Regions from separate parts of the Mus musculus genome. Here all the other regions are linked to region 1. Evidence: chromatin contacts called from public Hi-C, HiChIP or PLAC-seq and promoter capture Hi-C data. All regions are on one chromosome and are shown on one strand. The core of a region is the stretch at or near the end of the contact, and the rest is flanking DNA. Distances in the headings are between cores, read along the strand shown.

The links. Promoter capture Hi-C pulls out the DNA fragments that hold promoters and counts their contacts. A called contact is a pair of places that touch in the nucleus more often than the background predicts. HiChIP or PLAC-seq counts read pairs in DNA pulled down with a chosen protein or histone mark.
Region 2: a Hi-C map of the N1E-115 cell line shows a contact between it and region 1, with 5 times the contacts expected there. The contact joins the enhancer-like site here to the promoter of St6galnac5 in region 1. A contact is called at or near these places in 8 of 39 promoter capture datasets (the C10 cell line, cranial neural crest, embryonic stem cells and 4 more), 3 of 484 Hi-C or Micro-C datasets (CD8 T cells, the N1E-115 cell line and cortical neurons), 7 of 115 datasets of contacts at active chromatin or transcription factors (embryonic forebrain, embryonic hindbrain, embryonic midbrain and 4 more) and 1 of 9 other capture datasets (liver).
Region 3: a contact with region 1 is called in an H3K27ac HiChIP or PLAC-seq map of double positive thymocytes, with 4 times the contacts expected there. The contact joins the promoter of Fubp1 here to the promoter of St6galnac5 in region 1. A contact is called at or near these places in 2 of 115 datasets of contacts at active chromatin or transcription factors (double positive thymocytes and memory CD8 T cells).
Region 4: a promoter capture Hi-C map of embryonic stem cells shows a contact between it and region 1, with 7 times the contacts expected there. The contact joins the promoter of St6galnac3 here to the promoter of St6galnac5 in region 1. A contact is called at or near these places in 9 of 39 promoter capture datasets (HPC-7-derived erythroid cells, cranial neural crest, embryonic stem cells and 3 more), 1 of 484 Hi-C or Micro-C datasets (cerebral cortex), 7 of 115 datasets of contacts at active chromatin or transcription factors (astrocytes, craniofacial prominence, embryonic forebrain and 2 more) and 2 of 9 other capture datasets (embryonic stem cells and liver).
Region 5: an H3K4me3 HiChIP or PLAC-seq map of embryonic forebrain shows a contact between it and region 1, with 6 times the contacts expected there. The contact joins the enhancer-like site here to the promoter of St6galnac5 in region 1. A contact is called at or near these places in 9 of 39 promoter capture datasets (cranial neural crest, embryonic stem cells, hippocampal neurons and 4 more), 7 of 115 datasets of contacts at active chromatin or transcription factors (SST interneurons, embryonic basal ganglia, embryonic forebrain and 4 more) and 2 of 9 other capture datasets (adipose tissue and embryonic stem cells).
Region 6: a Hi-C map of the N1E-115 cell line shows a contact between it and region 1, with 10 times the contacts expected there. The contact joins the enhancer-like site here to the promoter of St6galnac5 in region 1. A contact is called at or near these places in 14 of 39 promoter capture datasets (the C10 cell line, cranial neural crest, embryonic stem cells and 7 more), 18 of 484 Hi-C or Micro-C datasets (the N1E-115 cell line, Th17 cells, cerebellar granule neurons and 11 more), 16 of 115 datasets of contacts at active chromatin or transcription factors (SST interneurons, astrocytes, embryonic basal ganglia and 9 more) and 4 of 9 other capture datasets (adipose tissue, embryonic stem cells, liver and 1 more).

Annotation. Positions count from the first base shown.
Region 1 is chr3:152,980,921-152,983,479 of GRCm38.p6, forward strand. St6galnac5 (ST6 (alpha-N-acetyl-neuraminyl-2,3-beta-galactosyl-1,3)-N-acetylgalactosaminide alpha-2,6-sialyltransferase 5) reads right to left here and starts at 1,290. Exons shown (of 5, transcript NM_012028.5): 1 at 1,083-1,290; 2 at 138-380. The coding sequence starts at 1,097. All of the region lies in intron 3 of Gm46830 (a long non-coding RNA gene), which reads left to right.
Region 2 is chr3:153,830,239-153,832,797 of GRCm38.p6, forward strand. It overlaps the pseudogene Gm25757. Among named protein-coding and RNA genes, the nearest start is that of Asb17, 13 kb to the right of the region's middle. Within about 2 kb of position 1,288, at least 34 of the 459 cell types and tissues checked have an H3K27ac peak or open chromatin away from gene starts, as enhancers often do. A contact at or near this core is called in the N1E-115 cell line, where this site is marked.
Region 3 is chr3:152,209,134-152,211,692 of GRCm38.p6, forward strand. Fubp1 (far upstream element (FUSE) binding protein 1) reads left to right here and starts at 1,289. Exons shown (of 20, transcript NM_057172.4): 1 at 1,289-1,567. The coding sequence starts at 1,460. It also overlaps a transcript of Dnajb4 not described here.
Region 4 is chr3:153,723,868-153,726,426 of GRCm38.p6, forward strand. St6galnac3 (ST6 (alpha-N-acetyl-neuraminyl-2,3-beta-galactosyl-1,3)-N-acetylgalactosaminide alpha-2,6-sialyltransferase 3) reads right to left here and starts at 1,266. Exons shown (of 5, transcript NM_011372.2): 1 at 1,178-1,266. The coding sequence starts at 1,195.
Region 5 is chr3:153,604,665-153,607,223 of GRCm38.p6, forward strand. The region is part of intron 1 of St6galnac3 (ST6 (alpha-N-acetyl-neuraminyl-2,3-beta-galactosyl-1,3)-N-acetylgalactosaminide alpha-2,6-sialyltransferase 3); the gene reads right to left. Among named protein-coding and RNA genes, the nearest start is that of Gm52633, 10 kb to the left of the region's middle. Within about 2 kb of position 1,272, at least 17 of the 459 cell types and tissues checked have an H3K27ac peak or open chromatin away from gene starts, as enhancers often do. A contact at or near this core is called in embryonic forebrain and neural tube, where this site is marked.
Region 6 is chr3:153,501,325-153,503,883 of GRCm38.p6, forward strand. All of the region lies in intron 2 of St6galnac3 (ST6 (alpha-N-acetyl-neuraminyl-2,3-beta-galactosyl-1,3)-N-acetylgalactosaminide alpha-2,6-sialyltransferase 3), which reads right to left. Gm46831 (a long non-coding RNA gene) reads right to left here. Exons shown (of 2, transcript XR_001784043.2): 2 at 1-2,559. Among named protein-coding and RNA genes, the nearest start is that of Gm46831, 6.7 kb to the right of the region's middle. Within about 2 kb of position 1,292, at least 3 of the 459 cell types and tissues checked have an H3K27ac peak or open chromatin away from gene starts, as enhancers often do. A contact at or near this core is called in the N1E-115 cell line, where this site is marked.

The sequences.
Region 1 (2,559 bases), core at 40-2,539:
AACTGGTGTACCACCTTCCTGCTCCCCCAAACTAACAGCTGCTCTGGTGGCTCACTACCCCAGGAAGGAGGAAGGATCAGGGGTACAGAGTGCCCAGGCTGAGCGGCGGGTGGGAAGGACGGCGCACAAGCTGTCACCTTGTGGTCTGCTACACCGAGGTATCCTTCGAGCTGCCGGGGTCCTGCGGGGGCGGTTCTACGTGGCTGGGGACTGCTCTCCACAAGCTGCGTGCTGCCAGTCGCGGTTGCCGCCTGCTGCTGCTGCTGCTGCTGCTGCTGCTGCTGCGGGGGCCGCTCCTTCTGGCTGCCGAGGCTGCTGTACACGAGCAACAAGCTGGTGCACATGGTAGTGAGCACTAAACACACTGCCAGACCATGGCGCTGCAGGCGGGCGGGGGAGAGAGAGCAGAAGACAGTGGCTCAGGGTGCACCAGGGAAGCTTGGCTCCTTATTGGCACCAAGCACAAGTCCGGAGCATCCGCCCCAGCCTTCCCAGCAGCCAGAGAGCAGAGGTGACACGGTCTTGCGCACCCGTCAGGGATGCTCCTGCATCGCTGCTCACAGCCCGCGTCTCACAGTGGAGGGCAGGTGGCGCGCGGTGACCAGTGCAAGGGTGAGCGCGTCCGCCCAGGGTACTTTGGGAAGGAGGATCTAGACTCCACCTAAGCTGCTCGGATTCCAGCCCTCCAAACACCCTCTCTTCTCGCCCCCCTGAGGCTTCCTGCAGAGATCCCCGCTAAGTTTGAAATCCGACAAGAAAACCAAGAAAGTCAAAGATGGTGCTTCCTCCCCGCCCCTCTGAGTTTGTGCCCAGCGGTCACAGTGGGACACCCTCCATCCCTGGAGAGGTCAGCCTGCTCCTCTGCTCTCCAGTCGCCCCTTGGATCACTCGCTAAAGATCCAGGAGCCCAGGCATCCCTAGCGCCCATCCCGGATTCCAAGCCAGGTAGAAAGTTGTCACCAATGACAGGTGACCTCTTGGCACAGAGATAGATACCCGGAGAGGCTTCCCCAACGGTCTAGGAGACCCAGAATCCCAGGGGTCTTTGCCTCTGCTTGGCAGAGTTGGAACAACAGACTCACCATCAGGGTCTTCATTTTGGGCTCCTCTTTTGTGCGGAATTCTCAGGCAAGCGCGTCCGGAGCCACTTTTTCTTGGAGGTTGTCCATGGTGGGTGATGGGGCGGAGGCTGCTCAGATGCTCACCTGGCAGTGACGGCAGCTGAGCGGGAGCAGGAGCCGCGGGACCGGGAAGCGCTGCTGTTGCAGAGATTAGAGGAGAATTAAAACTGAGCCGGACCCTCCGAGTCTTAGCGATCCACACACTGCCGCCTGCCGCCGCCTGCTGGGTCCTAGAGTCCTCTGCAGTCCCCCTCCCAACCCCCAAACCATCTTCTCAGTGAAGTGGAATTTCTGGGGCAAGACTGTTACCATAAAGGTGCACCCATTCCTTAGTTTGAAGATTTATTATCTTTGAATGGGGCTGTCAAGTTAAAAGGACGCAGAATCCAGTTTGATCCTGAACACGGTAGCCATTTGAAAATTTACTAAATTTTCAGGTTTGTGATTTTAATAAAGAAACAAGTTAGCCTCCCAAATGTCAATCGATCTCTTTAAATTTGCATTTGTGTTTACAGCCTGGCAAATGTGATCATGGGATTGTTTTCCTTAAAAATTACGCCGCTGTAATAATTTCTAGTTGTTTTCAAATGTCCTTTCCCTCCCTAATTCTGCTTTGACAAATCATTAGTCTCCTGCTTCCCTTGGACCGTACCCTTCCATGCAAATGGCTTCATTCATCATTTGCTCCCAAGAACACAATTTATATTTCTACTCAACCTGCGAAGTCCCTGGTGCTCATTTAAATGATTTTAAAGTTTTGGAAACACTCGGTGCATCCCATTCATGTGATTAACCGTGAACTGTAGAGTCTTCCTAATGTCAGTGAAGAAATATTAGCTGTTGAAGATAAAAAGTGATCTCGCATCCTAGGATCCTGAAGGCTGTGATTCGTCCCTCCTGCTGTCTGGGGCACTGGTGGCGTATACTTTCACAATCAGGACCTGGATTCCAGTTAAAAGCTGGATCATTGTTCAGTGCTGAGTTCAGATCAGTAGCCTGCTCTAAGTATGCTCTTGTCCCTACATCTAATTAGAGCAAGCATTTGTTAAACCTCTAATTTAGCTGAAAACGTATTTCAGCCACGTGACATTATTCAGTGAACATAGTCGTCTTAATGTCTCTCTTAACACTGTACATGTAGCCGTGTGAGGTTGAAGATCACATTAAGAACGATCAGCAGGCCACCTGAACCATGGGCAGGCACAGTGAGAGCCCTTGCAACTCCCCCTTTAATCTTCTCTAATCTACCGCTGGATGGATGGCACAACGGGGACTATTTTTAACGTATGAGGCCCATGTCCAAACTCTATTAACAAAGTTAAAATTATTGGTTCAGTAATGAGCATCCAGGAGACAGAAGCACACACCATGGAGCCTTTCGAGGAAAACACAAAAATTGGAAATACTATCCGATACTGCCAGCAGTGCGGTTAGCTAT
Region 2 (2,559 bases), core at 38-2,537, 850 kb after region 1:
GAGACTGCCCCACTTGGGGATCCATCCCATAAACAACCACCAAACCCAGACATTATGGCAGATGCCAACAAGAGCCTGCTGACAGGAGAGTGATAGAGCTGTCTCCTGAGGTCCTCTGCCAGTGCCTGGCGAATATAGAAGTGGATGCTCACAGTCATCCATTGGACTGAGCACAGGGTCTCCAATGAAAGAGCTAGAGAAAGTACCCAGGGAGGTGAAGGGGTTTGAAGCCCCATAGGAGGAACACCAATATGAACTAACCAGTACTCCCAGAGCTCCTTGGGACTAAACCACCAATCAAAGAAAACACATGGTGGGACTTGTGGCTCATCACTACATCTTAAGGGCCTTGTTTATTGCACCTTTGCTAAGAATACACAGTGTAGGGCTGGTGAGATGGCTCAGTGGGTAAGAGCACCCGACTGCTCTTCCGAAGGTCTGGAGTTCAAATCCCAGCAACCACATGGTAGCTCACAACCATCTGTAACAAGATCTGACGCCCTCTTCTGGAGTGTCTGAAGACAGCTACAGTGTACTTACATATAATAAATAAATAAATCTTTAAAAAAAAAAAGAGGGCTGGTGAGATGGCTCAGTGGGTAAGAGCACCCGACTGCTCTTCCGAAGGTCCAGAGTTCGAATCCCAGCAACCACATGGTGGCTCACAACCATCCGTAACAAGATCTGACTCCCTCTTCTGGTGTGTCTGAAGACAGCTACAGTGTACTTACATATAATGATAAAATAAATAAAATTTAAAAAAAAAAAAAAAAAAAAGAATACACAGTGTAGAGTTGAGGGGAAGAGAAGATTTGAGCCCTAGAGAAGGATGGACGAGAGACGACAAATGTCAGTCAGCTACCCATCAGACAAGTGAGACAGTTACTGTGACAGATGCCTGGGATGGAGCAACTTAAAAAGCCGAGCTGTTCCTGCTCTTGCAGGTGTGGCTGCTGTGTCACATGGATGTCAGTAGGTGGCAGAGGGGAGAGAGGCTATGTCTATGCTGAGTGTTCTGACCTTCAGACATCTGAAGGATTAGTAGCCTAACATTTCCTGAAAAAAAGTGAGCCTGAGACCACCACCAGTCTGTCACCACAGGGCCTGGACAGGGAACTAGGTTGAGATGACTACCAAGACAGTGCCAGGTAGGCCTGGACAGGCTCCCAGGACAGGAAGCAAGCCAAAGGCGGGAAGAAGCCAACCTGGGACAGCAGGCCCCAGGCAGGAGTGAGCCCAAGACAAATGGCCGCACAGGTGGGCCGGTAGAGGAGCTGGCCTGAGATGAACACTAATCTGTCGCCCTCCAGGCCTAGAGGGTGGGGACAGATCATGCCCAAGATGACTCCTGCCCTGTGCCATATTGCACAAGCAGGGCATAGCACTCCTGAGACCTCTCCTGAGACGACCTCAGACCCTGAGCCACCCGGGCACCACTAAGAGGAGCAAGCGAGTCGTGGAGAAATGAAAGAGAAGGAGAAGCAGAAGGAAGTGGGCACAGTGGAGAGAGAGGTAGTGAGGAACAGCCTGCTGTGAGTACCCAGTGCTGCTACCTTGGACCATGGTGGCCTGTGCTGCCACCAGGTGGTCACATCTGGGTCTGTGGCCCTTCAGCAGCAGGGGTCTGTTACTGCCAAAGGGCTGTACAGAACTGGTCCTACCCTTCACCTGGGCATTGAGAGGAGCTGGTCTTAGAGGCACAAGAGTGGGAAAGCTGATTCTGCCCATAGCCAGCCACAGCACTCTGGAGAGTCGGCCCTGCACATTGTGGGAGTTGCAGGTTAGCTGGTCCTGAGGATGCAAGCTTGGGAGAAATGGCCCTACCACTAGTCTCCCTGTGGCTTGGATGAGAGAGGGGGCAGGGGAGGGGGGGGGTCACCCCCTTCTGCGGCAGGCAGGAAAGCTGACCTTGACAGAATCATGAGAGCAGGAGAAGGGCCTTTCCCTTTACCTGCTGCAGTACTTGGAAGAGCAGGCCCTGCACCTTATCTGGGCAGCACAATGGAGCTGGTCATAGATATGAGGGTTATGGGTGAGCCAACCAGGAGGGTGTGAGCGTGGGAGAGCTGACCTGCCTCTTGTCTGATATGCTGAAGTGTCCCTCACCCTCAACCCTGCCACTTAGAATGGCAGGAGGGAGACTTGGTACTGGGGTCATGAGAGTAGCAGGGACAGTCCTGCCCCCCCCCCCCCAACTGCTGCAGCAATGTGGAAAGCAGGCCCTGCATCTCACCTAGGAGGCAGTAGTGGAGCTGAGCCTGATACGGGGCTTGCAGATGAGCAGGCCCCAAGGATGTGAGCACAAGAGAGTTGGTTCTGCCTGTGGTCTGCTGGGCAGTGGTGACACAGACAGTGAGAGACACCCTCCTCCCCTCACTCACCTTTGGGGCAGGCAGGTGAGCTGGCCCCAGGGCATGCACGAGGGCGGGAGAGCCAGTGGGCTGACCATCTCTGACACTTTCAGGCCTGGATTCAGGCCTTTGAATTGGCCCACCCCGACATCTACCCCATTGCTGGAGTCCTACAGATCCAAAACTACAGGATCTTCATGACAAAGGG
Region 3 (2,559 bases), core at 39-2,538, 770 kb before region 1:
CTATGATTAAATCTGTAGCCCAATACCTTTACTGTTTTTCTAAATCCACGGACATTCCTAGACATCCATGAACAGGTTAAACAGGTCAAACTGAGCTATCAAATGGCTAAGACAGAGCTGGTTTTAAGAAAATCATGCTGTTTGTATCTGCCAGCACCTGACTTAGTAACTGATAGTGGGTACTGGACACATAGTTTCCGGCTATCGGAAAGCCAAGGGAACATATTTCTCTCATTCTAAGATTGGTGTTAAGAAAAATGCTTCTTAGACTGAGAGGGGGGAAACGTCATACATTAGACAGTCCATTTTGCCTTTTTCTTAGCTAAACTGAGAGCAGGGATCATTGTGGCATACTAAGTATAAACAGAATAAAGGCCCAAGAACCCTCATTCACCGTAGTAATTGCCAGCATTAGGCTAGCATGGCTAAGACACGCTCAGGAATGGTCTGGAGAAACGTGGTTATTGGCATATATGACAAATATTAGAAACTGCCTGCAAAGCCAACTAGTCCAGAAATGAAAATTCAGACCATGACATTGATCTGACTACCCGCAGGGGCGCGGGGGGGGGGGTGGGGAAAACGCAGTAAAGCCGGTTTGTGTCAGGAGCATGACACGTTCGTGACATAAGGGGCACATGGTAAGACTGGCCAAAGACACGCAACGCTAGGTGTCTACATACTGGATGTGCAACACTCACGTTTTTAAAGGACAAAGGGCGGTCATACTTTCACCATCCGCTCGCCCACACTATTTTACATAAGAGACTCAGTAGGCAATCGGCTCGAGAACTAAGGGCCCGGTGGTCTGAGTTCCTCCCCGCTTGTGACCGGCCCGGGTGGAGACATGGGCAGAGGCAGCTCGGCGCCCCGGAGCATGGTGGGCTCCCGCCGCCGGGCCGCAGACGGTTCCGCAGCGTCGCCGCGGACGCCCCGCACGCCCCGTGCGCGCGGCCCTCGGGCTGTGCGGCCGCGCGACACTGTTGCGTGACGTCCCCGCCCGACGACGTCAGGCCCCTTACTACGGAAACACGGAAGGACACTAGCTAGCTCCCTGATCCGCGACGGCCTTTCCAAGTCCCCTACAAGCGCGGGCGGCACACTTCCCGGGCGCCACTGCCTCAGCCGCCGAGGCGAGGGAACAATGGCCCGCACTCGCGCTGCGAGGAGGCGCCCAGAGAGACCCTACTCTCGTGGGAGCCCGGTCAAGTCTCGCGATATTCTTCGCCCGGCGTCCCTTCTCTGTACCCTCCACCCCCTCTTCACCCCCCGCCAATCGCGCGTCAGCGCTGAAACATCGCGGGATTTCCGTCTGCCAGTCTCCGCCCCTTTACGGCACGATGGTCGTGCAAGAATGTGATAGAGCCTCGACGGCCGCCATCTTCTTCCTTTCTTAGCAGTTAACCGAGAGCGGCGCCTCCCTCCGCGAGGAAACGGCAGCGTGTGCTGTAGCGTGGGTATGGCCGACTACTCCACAGTGCCTCCGCCGTCGTCTGGCTCGGCTGGCGGCGGCGGCGGCGGAGTCGTTAACGACGCTTTCAAAGATGCCCTGCAGAGAGCGCGGCAGGTAAGCGTGGACCGACCGCGCGGCGGCTTCCCCTCCCCGACCCCCGAGAGCCGCCGGCGGGGCAGGTCCGGCCCTGCTCGCACTCGCGGCTGCCGCCCGAGGAGATGGCGTCTTCTCACGAGGGGTCCCAGCGGCTCGAGGCCGAGCCCGTTGTCGTGGTCTGAAGCGCCCCCCCCTCCCACGCGCTCTCCCCGAGCGTGGCCTCCACTTCCGCCCCGCGCGCGCGGCCTCGCCGCCCCGTGCGCCCTGCCTGCCCCGGCTCCCTCGGCTCCGGTTCCGCCCGACCCAGGCGCGTGGAAGGTTCTGGGCGCTCAGGTCACGGCGAGGGCAAGCCAGGGAGGGCCGGCTGCCTGGCTAGCGGTCCCCGCCGCTTCCCGCGCCGCCGAGCTCTCCACCCTCGCCGTAATTAGCCTAACGTTCCCCGCGGCGTTCACCAGCGAGGCTCTCCCCGGGGCGGGATCTGCGTGCGATCCACCAATCCTTTCCCCAGCTCCAAATGGCCCCGGGCCCTTTCTTCCCCAGCCTTGAGTTTGAATCTGCCTCTCTCTTCCCAAGTCGAAGCCTCCAACCTCTTTGTGCTACGTAGGGACGTACTGTTGCCTCGAATGGCAACCATTTTCCCAGATGAAAAGGGTTGGATAGATAAGAGTCCTTGCATTTGACACCCCCCCCCCAATAACCTGAACGTCAATGTCTTCAAGTAGCCCCCGCCCCCGACTTCTTTGTAGCTTAAAAATGTATAATGTTGCCTTGCCGGGTGGGGTGGTGCTCGACTTTAGTCCCAGCACTCGAGAGACAGAGCCTGGCAGGTCTCTTGAGTTTGAGGCCAGTCAAAACGGCCAAGAGGGACCTGTCTCAAAAAAAAAAGTATGTTATGGAATTTGCCTGTAAGGTAAAATAAACCCTTATGGCTCTGTTGTAGTTGCTAGACATGAGCAGGTTTTTAAAGCCAGCTTTGACTATACTGGAAACTTCCTTCAGGACCGAAAGAT
Region 4 (2,559 bases), core at 16-2,515, 740 kb after region 1:
AATGACACAAATAAATAGAGACGATGTGGTGACCTAGTTCCAGTTCCTGTGAGTTCAAGTTGCATTCTGTGATACCAATGGATTATTTCCTCCTAACTTTGCCACCCTTGGGGAAAAAAAAAGAAAAGAAAAGGCGTGGAAAGTGTTCCAAAACAAACGGCAAGCTCAGGAAAGTCACAATAAGGGTCTGCTGCCTCGCTTCATGAGAGGGAAGGATGACTGGTACAACTTCAACAGCAGCCCAAGACTATATTAAGTGCTACGACACACAAGACTGTTCTGTGTGGCCCTTGGTCACACAGCACCTTCTCGGGGCTGGAAACCGAACACCTTAGTTTTCTCTCCGGGATGGGAAACCTTCATGCTGCTCAAGTTTGGATCCACGGAGTCAGACTGGGCAACTGAATAAGGACAGCGAGGAAAAACCAGAACAGGCTAGGGAGTGAACTTTCTCGGTGAGTTGGAAACAAGTCTTCCCAGAAAAGGTCCTCACCAAGTAGGTCCACGCAAAGCCTTCAAGCCTGTGGCTAAGGAGTCACTAAGAACATGGAATGTACCAAGGCTTGAAAGAACTCAGCAAAATAGGGCTGGACTCTGGGTAGATACTGTCTGTTCACATGTGAGCCTAAGGAAGTCCAACATTCTACCTATGTCCATCTAATGAACTTTTCCAACTTAAGTCCCGGCACCTGGAGCTAGTTCCCCAGAAAACTCATCCCTACAGGGCTACCTGTAGACCTAGAAGTTTATGTGTTCCCGGGAGCAAAGGCTGCGGGCTCTCTGCACCCTCTCCTCCTCCTCTCAAACGCTGTGCCCCTCACCCATGCTGGGCCACTCCTTTTCAGCCCATGGCCCCCCACAGGCCGCGGGCTGCCCTGACCCAAGTCTCGGAGCACCCTCTGCTCCGCCTGCTATACCCATCATTCGGCACGCCGCCGCGCGCTCCCTGCCCAGCTCCTTCCAGACAGGAGCCAGCCGGCAGCAGTGCAGGCAAGGAGTCTGTGCCCAACGCACATTACATAGTCTCCCACCCAGATGCCTTGGCCAAAGGAACAAAAAGGAAGCCGACGCCAGGAAGAGACGGGCGGGCTGAGGATGCGGCGGGACCGCGGCGGGCTCCACGCCTCGGCGCACCCAGCAGGCGGAGCTCGCATGCGGCCCACCGCCGAGCTGTTACCTTGAGGATGCAGGCCATGGCGCTATGGATCGACCCTGTGGCTCGCTGCACCTCGGCCCCGCAGCTGGACCACTCCAGCCCACATTCCCGCAGAGCGAGCCGGGCCGCGGGAGCTGCGCGCTCAGGCCCCACCCCCGAGCCCCGCCACTGGCTGGCGCCACACGAGGCCCCGCCCCTAGTCACGTGCCCTCCGTGCAGCCCGCAACTGCTTGCTACTCCACCGCTGCTACTACTTCACCTTTTTTTCCAAACCCTTCTGCAGATGGAGGTATGTAAAGCCCGGCTTGCAGCAGACCCAGATCTGCTTAACCTGAGGACAGAAGGTGGCCCTTCCAGCTGCACTCGCCCATCAGAGAACCCACAGATGTGCCACTTTCCAAAAAGTTAGCTTTGTTTGGCACCATTCCGATGCAGGCATGGGGCCCATCACAGGATTCTTCGAAAGCAGCTGGAAGTGCCCAGGGCTAGCCCTTGGGCACTGCAGAATTCTGTGGTGTGCGTCTCTTGTTATGATTGATCGTCTGTCAACCTGAAAACACAAACAACTAGAGATGCTGAAAGATTGAACACTCTTGGTCTTCAAAAAAGAAGCCACAATCTTCACACAATGTGACATTGTGCACAGCATGTGTAGCATATGGGCACATAAACATATGCAGCTGTGACTGTTGTATTCTGTTGCAAGTTCGTAAAATGCTTATGTACACAATGTATAAAGATAATGTTCATGTGTGTACACCTATGTACAGAGTATGATGCACAGGACTTTGCTACTCACTACTACTATCTTGGAATTTAGAGAACTCAGTTAAAATTTCAACAACCAAGTTACATATTAGCTTTTCCTCTTAAGTCTGGACATCTAGGAAGGTCCTGACCTCCACCATGAACTGTCCTGTGTTAAAGAGCAGTGCAGATTTACCCAAGAGGTGACATGGGCAAACTGGAACCTGGTCCTCTCTGGGTCCTTAATGGACTCTGTGTGTCCCAAACCAGACCTGCTAAGAGAACAATCATTTCTACAAGAAGAGGTTATGCCCAGAGAGAGGAAAGGTCTGTAGATACACAAATTCCTGCTGTCTAGAAGTCACACAAGTCTTTAAATTACTCCCCAAAACATCTACCTTAAAGTCATCTCCCTCGCAGATTAGCTGGCCTGCACAGCATCAGGGAAAGCATGTGATCTGAGAGTGACCGAGGGTCATGAGATGGCTCCCACACCAACAGACAGGAATTGCTCAGGACATTCAACAGGAGAAATCACAGGGAAGATACTGAAAAGACTAGAGTCCTATTCAAACTGCCTGTTCCCAGGCAAGCTCTGTCTGTCTCCAGGGTGACTAAACTCTTCTCTGTTGCCACTTCCTCCCACCCCTCCCTCT
Region 5 (2,559 bases), core at 22-2,521, 620 kb after region 1:
TTAGCTGACTGTGAGCATCCACTTCTGTGTTTGCTAGGCCCCGGCATAGTCTCACAAGAGACAGCTACATCTGGGTCCTTTCGATAAAATCTTGCTAGTGTATGCAATGGTGTCAGCGTTTGGAAGCTGATTATGGGGTGGATCCCTGGATATGGCAGTCTCTACATGGTCCATCCTTTCGTCTCAGCTCCAAACTTTGTCTCTGTAACTCCTTCCATGGGTGTTTTGTTCCCAATTCGGAGTTCTAAAGTCGCCTGTAGATGAGCCCTGGCTTGACGTTTACAACTGCATGAGACTTTGGCCATAAACTCAGAACGTCTCTTTTCTTTGAAACAAAACAGCCATATTGAGAGCAAATACTTTTTCTTCATGATCAAGAACTATTTTTCTTTCATCTTAAACACCAGTTAAGTTCAGCTCCAGAACTGGACTTTTTCCCTGGCGTTCTGAATGACTGGAATCTTATAAAAGCCCACTTTCCACTTCGAGGACTCCCACTGGTTTTGTGTGTGTTCATTTTTGTGTGTGCTCACTTTTGTGTGTGTTCACTTTTAACTGGGCGCTTCTCAAGTCATCCCAAGTAGGAGACATGGAGGGGAGGTGGAGGGCTCTGGGAAAGAACACGAACCCCACAGGACAGTCATCTTGTCTCTGAGTTTCCCCAAAATGTCAGGCTACATGTAAGTCAGACGTACTCTAGAGACAAAGCGAATTCTCTTTCAGAAGAAACACACAACATTAAGACAAATTTCAATATTCCACGCTGTCTGCTACCGGCGAGACAAGAAGGAAAGCCCCAATTGGGCTGCTTTATCCCCGCAGGCTGGGCGCAGCTGATTTACTTTCGCTGAGATCATTCATCTATCAGGGCTGAAAGCATAAATGTCAGGGAGGCCATAATAAATGTGTACCAATAAAGTCATTAGTTATGCCTCCATACCACGCAGAGAGGAGACTTTATCAGCCGTCATGAGCATTAACTACACAATAACACTGGAGAAACGCTCTCTGTGCGGGTGGGTGAAGAGAGTCAAGGAAGGGGTACTGGGACCTACAAGCGCTCTCAGTGGGTTCGGGAGACAGTGGGCTCGGAGTGAAGGCCCCTTTCAGATCATAAATGCAGTGTTTTCACACAGCCTCTTAGATCACTCTGTCATTGTTCCCGAGACACATGTGGCTTATTAGCCGACGATTGCCCCACATTCCCGAGAGCTATTATCAAAGTGATACGGTTCCCATGCTAAACCAGCATACATAAACCAGCCTCCTTAGACCAAGAAGCAGGAATGGCAGGATAATGACCCGGCTGAGCTGCCTTTGGTGGCCTTAACTGTCCCTGTAGAGAGCGGCGAATCTTCCCGTTCCCCGATGGGTCTGTTTCCCCGCTCTGTGTTTGCTGCTGTTCTCTTGCTTCTTATCAATAGCTAATCTCAGAAAAAAGAACTCATGCTAGACTCAAAAGACACAGCTGAGCCTCTCGGCCCCTCACAGGAGATCCAATTGAAGGCCAAAGTCACCGGGTTTAGATTGGGAAATGTGCACTGTCCACGCACAGGACGAGGGATGATGGAAGGCATGTCCCCCGGGGAAGAAGGTGTAAGATTCAAGTGTATGGTTTCAAGAAAGCTGACATCCTTTTTTGTCTCCTAGCATGAAAATGTTGAGGTAGTCTGAAAAACGATGCTTCTTTGAATAAGCAGGTGAATACTATCCATCAGGAGAAAAAAAAAACATAAAAAAACAGAATTAAAAGAGAAGTCCTCAGAGGAACACAAGTATCACTATGTTGGACGCTTCTCAGCTTGTGTCCCAATCCACAAACAAGGGAGCAGCCATCTGTCCTGGTACCTCCCTGCTCCACAATACCAGGCTGGCATCCACACTGCCTGAAATAAACTGTGTTTACCATCTGAGTCTGCTCCCATCATGTGATGCCCAGGTTACTACCAACTACATCTCCAGAGGACCACAACCAGACCAGAGCGTTCTGCTCTACAGAATCCACTGTTCTTTAAGAGAAAGATGGAGGGTGTAAAAATCTAATTTTAACACACAGCAAGGGCTATCCTGTCACAAAGAACTTTTTATAGGGCTGGTTTGGGGAAAATCTTTCTGCCCGTGTAAGTCCTTTGTCCCTTTAGAGATTTACTAAGAAGCTTTTAACAACCAAAATCAATCTCCGACACTAGAGATCTTTTGTTTCATAAAATGTAGAGGTATTTGTTATAATCTGTTTGTGTTCAGGAGAGAATCGATGCGCCATTATTTAATGTAAGAGACCAAAATATTTCAACTAGGGGACAAGCAGCCAGATGTCCAGCTTACAGAAAATACTCACGCCAAGTCCTAGCATGATGATTCTAGCACTTTGGCTCTGTATGTTTACCTTAACTCTGTATGTGTGCCAGTCAGAATGGTTAAGATAAAAAACTTAGGGGACAGCAGATGCTGGCGAGGATGTGGAGAAAGAGGAACACTCCTCCATTGTTGGTGGGATAGCAAGCTGGTACAACCACTCTGGAAATCAGTCTGGTGGTTCCTCAGAAAATTGGACATAGT
Region 6 (2,559 bases), core at 42-2,541, 520 kb after region 1:
ATCACAATTCATAATTTCATTTTCCTTTGAGGTCAATATGTATTAAATAATTGGTGCACCAGCTTCATATTACAATAATACAATGCTTAAGGTAGCTAACTTTTAGAAAACAATTATTTATTTTGGAGCTTCCCATCTAAGACTGGTACATGCGGGTTCTGTCATGATGCACTGCCATACCTCAGGCCCCTAACAGTCCACCTCAGCAGAGCAAACTACACACTGCATGGCCACAAGGATGTAGGAATGGAGGAGCACACCTGGGCTAGCAATCTCCTTCAAGAGCAGAACCCCAAGAACTTGAAGGCTTTCATGAGATCCATGTCCCAAAGCTCCACAGCGCCTCCCAGTGGTGAGTCCCTCTGGTGAAAGCCTTCAGGACACCACTCAAATCATGGCCACTGTGGGAGGGGGGGAACTGTCTATTAGTGAAGAAGCCCATTTGAACCCATGTGACATTTCCCAAGCTTTGTCAGACAGCTCTTGGCTTGGGAACTGCGTGGTTACTTTTGCATCAAAATATTTAGAATTGGATGTTTTCCTCCACATAGATTATTCTGCAAAATGAGAAATCATAATTTAATGTCATCTACGTAGTGACAAATTGTCTTCCAGACACTTACACAATTGTTCAATTGCAATTATGTAAATGTTCACAATTCTTAACAACTATGGAATGATTATGTTATGCAAGGCAAGAGACTCAGCCAACCTTTACCAATTACAGCCTGGATGTCACCAACCTCTTGATGGTGTTGTCCCAGAATGTGAGTTTCTTCCTTGGTGAATTTCTCCTTCCAAACTTCGTTAAGACCTTTGGCATATTTGGGTAGAATAAAAGAAGCACTCATCAAATCGTGTGGGTTGGCTAGCACCTGTGGTCCTTTAAATGCCATTTGATCCATGATTTCTGTATAAGCTACTTAGCCAGACGATCAACTCAAGGAAAACAAAAGTTTTATGCCACCAGGAGCCCAGGTCAGTCACATTTTCCATCCTCCAATCAAGGTATCCGTGATGGGTGAACAGTTTTGTTTTCCTTTGTTTGCCACAAATGAAGAAATATGAAATACGATATTTGAATTTCTAATAGGTGCCTTTCAAGCATGGTAACATGACAGTTGGCAAATGAGCATTTCTCTACCTAAAGATCAGTAATGAATAAAATTCCCTTCTATCTTCCCAGAGAAACAATTACTATATTAAAAACCACGGTACTAATGGATCTTTCATCCATAACAGATGCGATATGTAAAGTGAGCATCAATCTCTAGGGGTTTCTGTTGCCTCAGCAATACAGACCATTTTACCTGCTAATTATATTATGACTGCATGATTTATCAGCTGGGTATGTATGGCCAGAGAGGCAGTAAGTGGTCAGGCTTGTCCAGATGCTGTCTGGCTCTGCAGTCTTTATTCTCTTCCCTCCAGGATCATTGTGTCAAGGAAGCAACATGCCCCTAGGCACAGAGGCCGCAGTGCACATCCTGAGGCCACCCAGCTGACTGACTTCTGATGCTCGGCCTCCCAACAGGTTTGAGAGTTCAGACTTTGAAAGATGGCTGCTGTCCTCCTCCAGGGGGCAACTTATTCAAACATGAGCTACAGGGTTCTGGGGTAGTTAGAAAACAACAAGGGATTGCTACACCTCTTGCCTGCCAACAACAAAAAGAGCCAAAGTAGAAAACAACGTTTATTGGTTTCTGTACATAAGTCACAGGACTGGGGAGGCTGGCTTCCTGCTTGGCTGTGCTCTGGACCTAGAATTTCATCTCAGGCTTCAAGGTTCTTCTACCACATATTTCTGCTGCTCTCAGAGTTTCGGTCTCACTCTCTCTGGGGATATGATAAGATTTCCAGAGACTCATATTCCAAATATTCTACCACCCCAAGAAAATACAGCTCTGGTCAACAGTGTTACAAAGAAAAATACAATGAAAATCTGTAAATGGCTCAGAATGGTTCTTCTTGAGCCTTGGGCCAATGGCTTCATTTTCCAATCAGTCATCTGAATTAATGGTCAGCTCTCTGGTCAGCAGGCAAGAGCTGACCATAACAGAGAAGTAATAGGTAGGTAGGCACAGGAGGCACTACCTATACCCAACAGGCTAACTTACATGATTTAACCATCAAGTAGTGTGTATGAGCCCATACAACACGTGTTTTTATTTAGGAAAGTGGAAATCACTCCGTAAGTGCAGGTTCATGAATGTATTGCAGATATGCATGCGGTTAGTGAGTATGGATACACACACGCACACACATATTCATATTCTCTGTATATATGTACTACTGCTTGTTAGTATAGATGTGACCTTTCCCTTTCCAAGGATCTCATTCACACCCTAGGTCATAATTCCCATCTTCATCTTCCATAGTCTGTGTAACTGCATAGCTAGAGTCTATATCTCCATAACTATGCAGATTATAACTGACTCCAGCCAAACTGGCCCAGTGTTACCCAGTGTGAATTTAATTTCCATCTCTGGAAAATGATAGGATTATGCATCCTTTCTGGACCCCTTGGCATAGGGTGCTTTTTCCATGTTAAGGTCACAG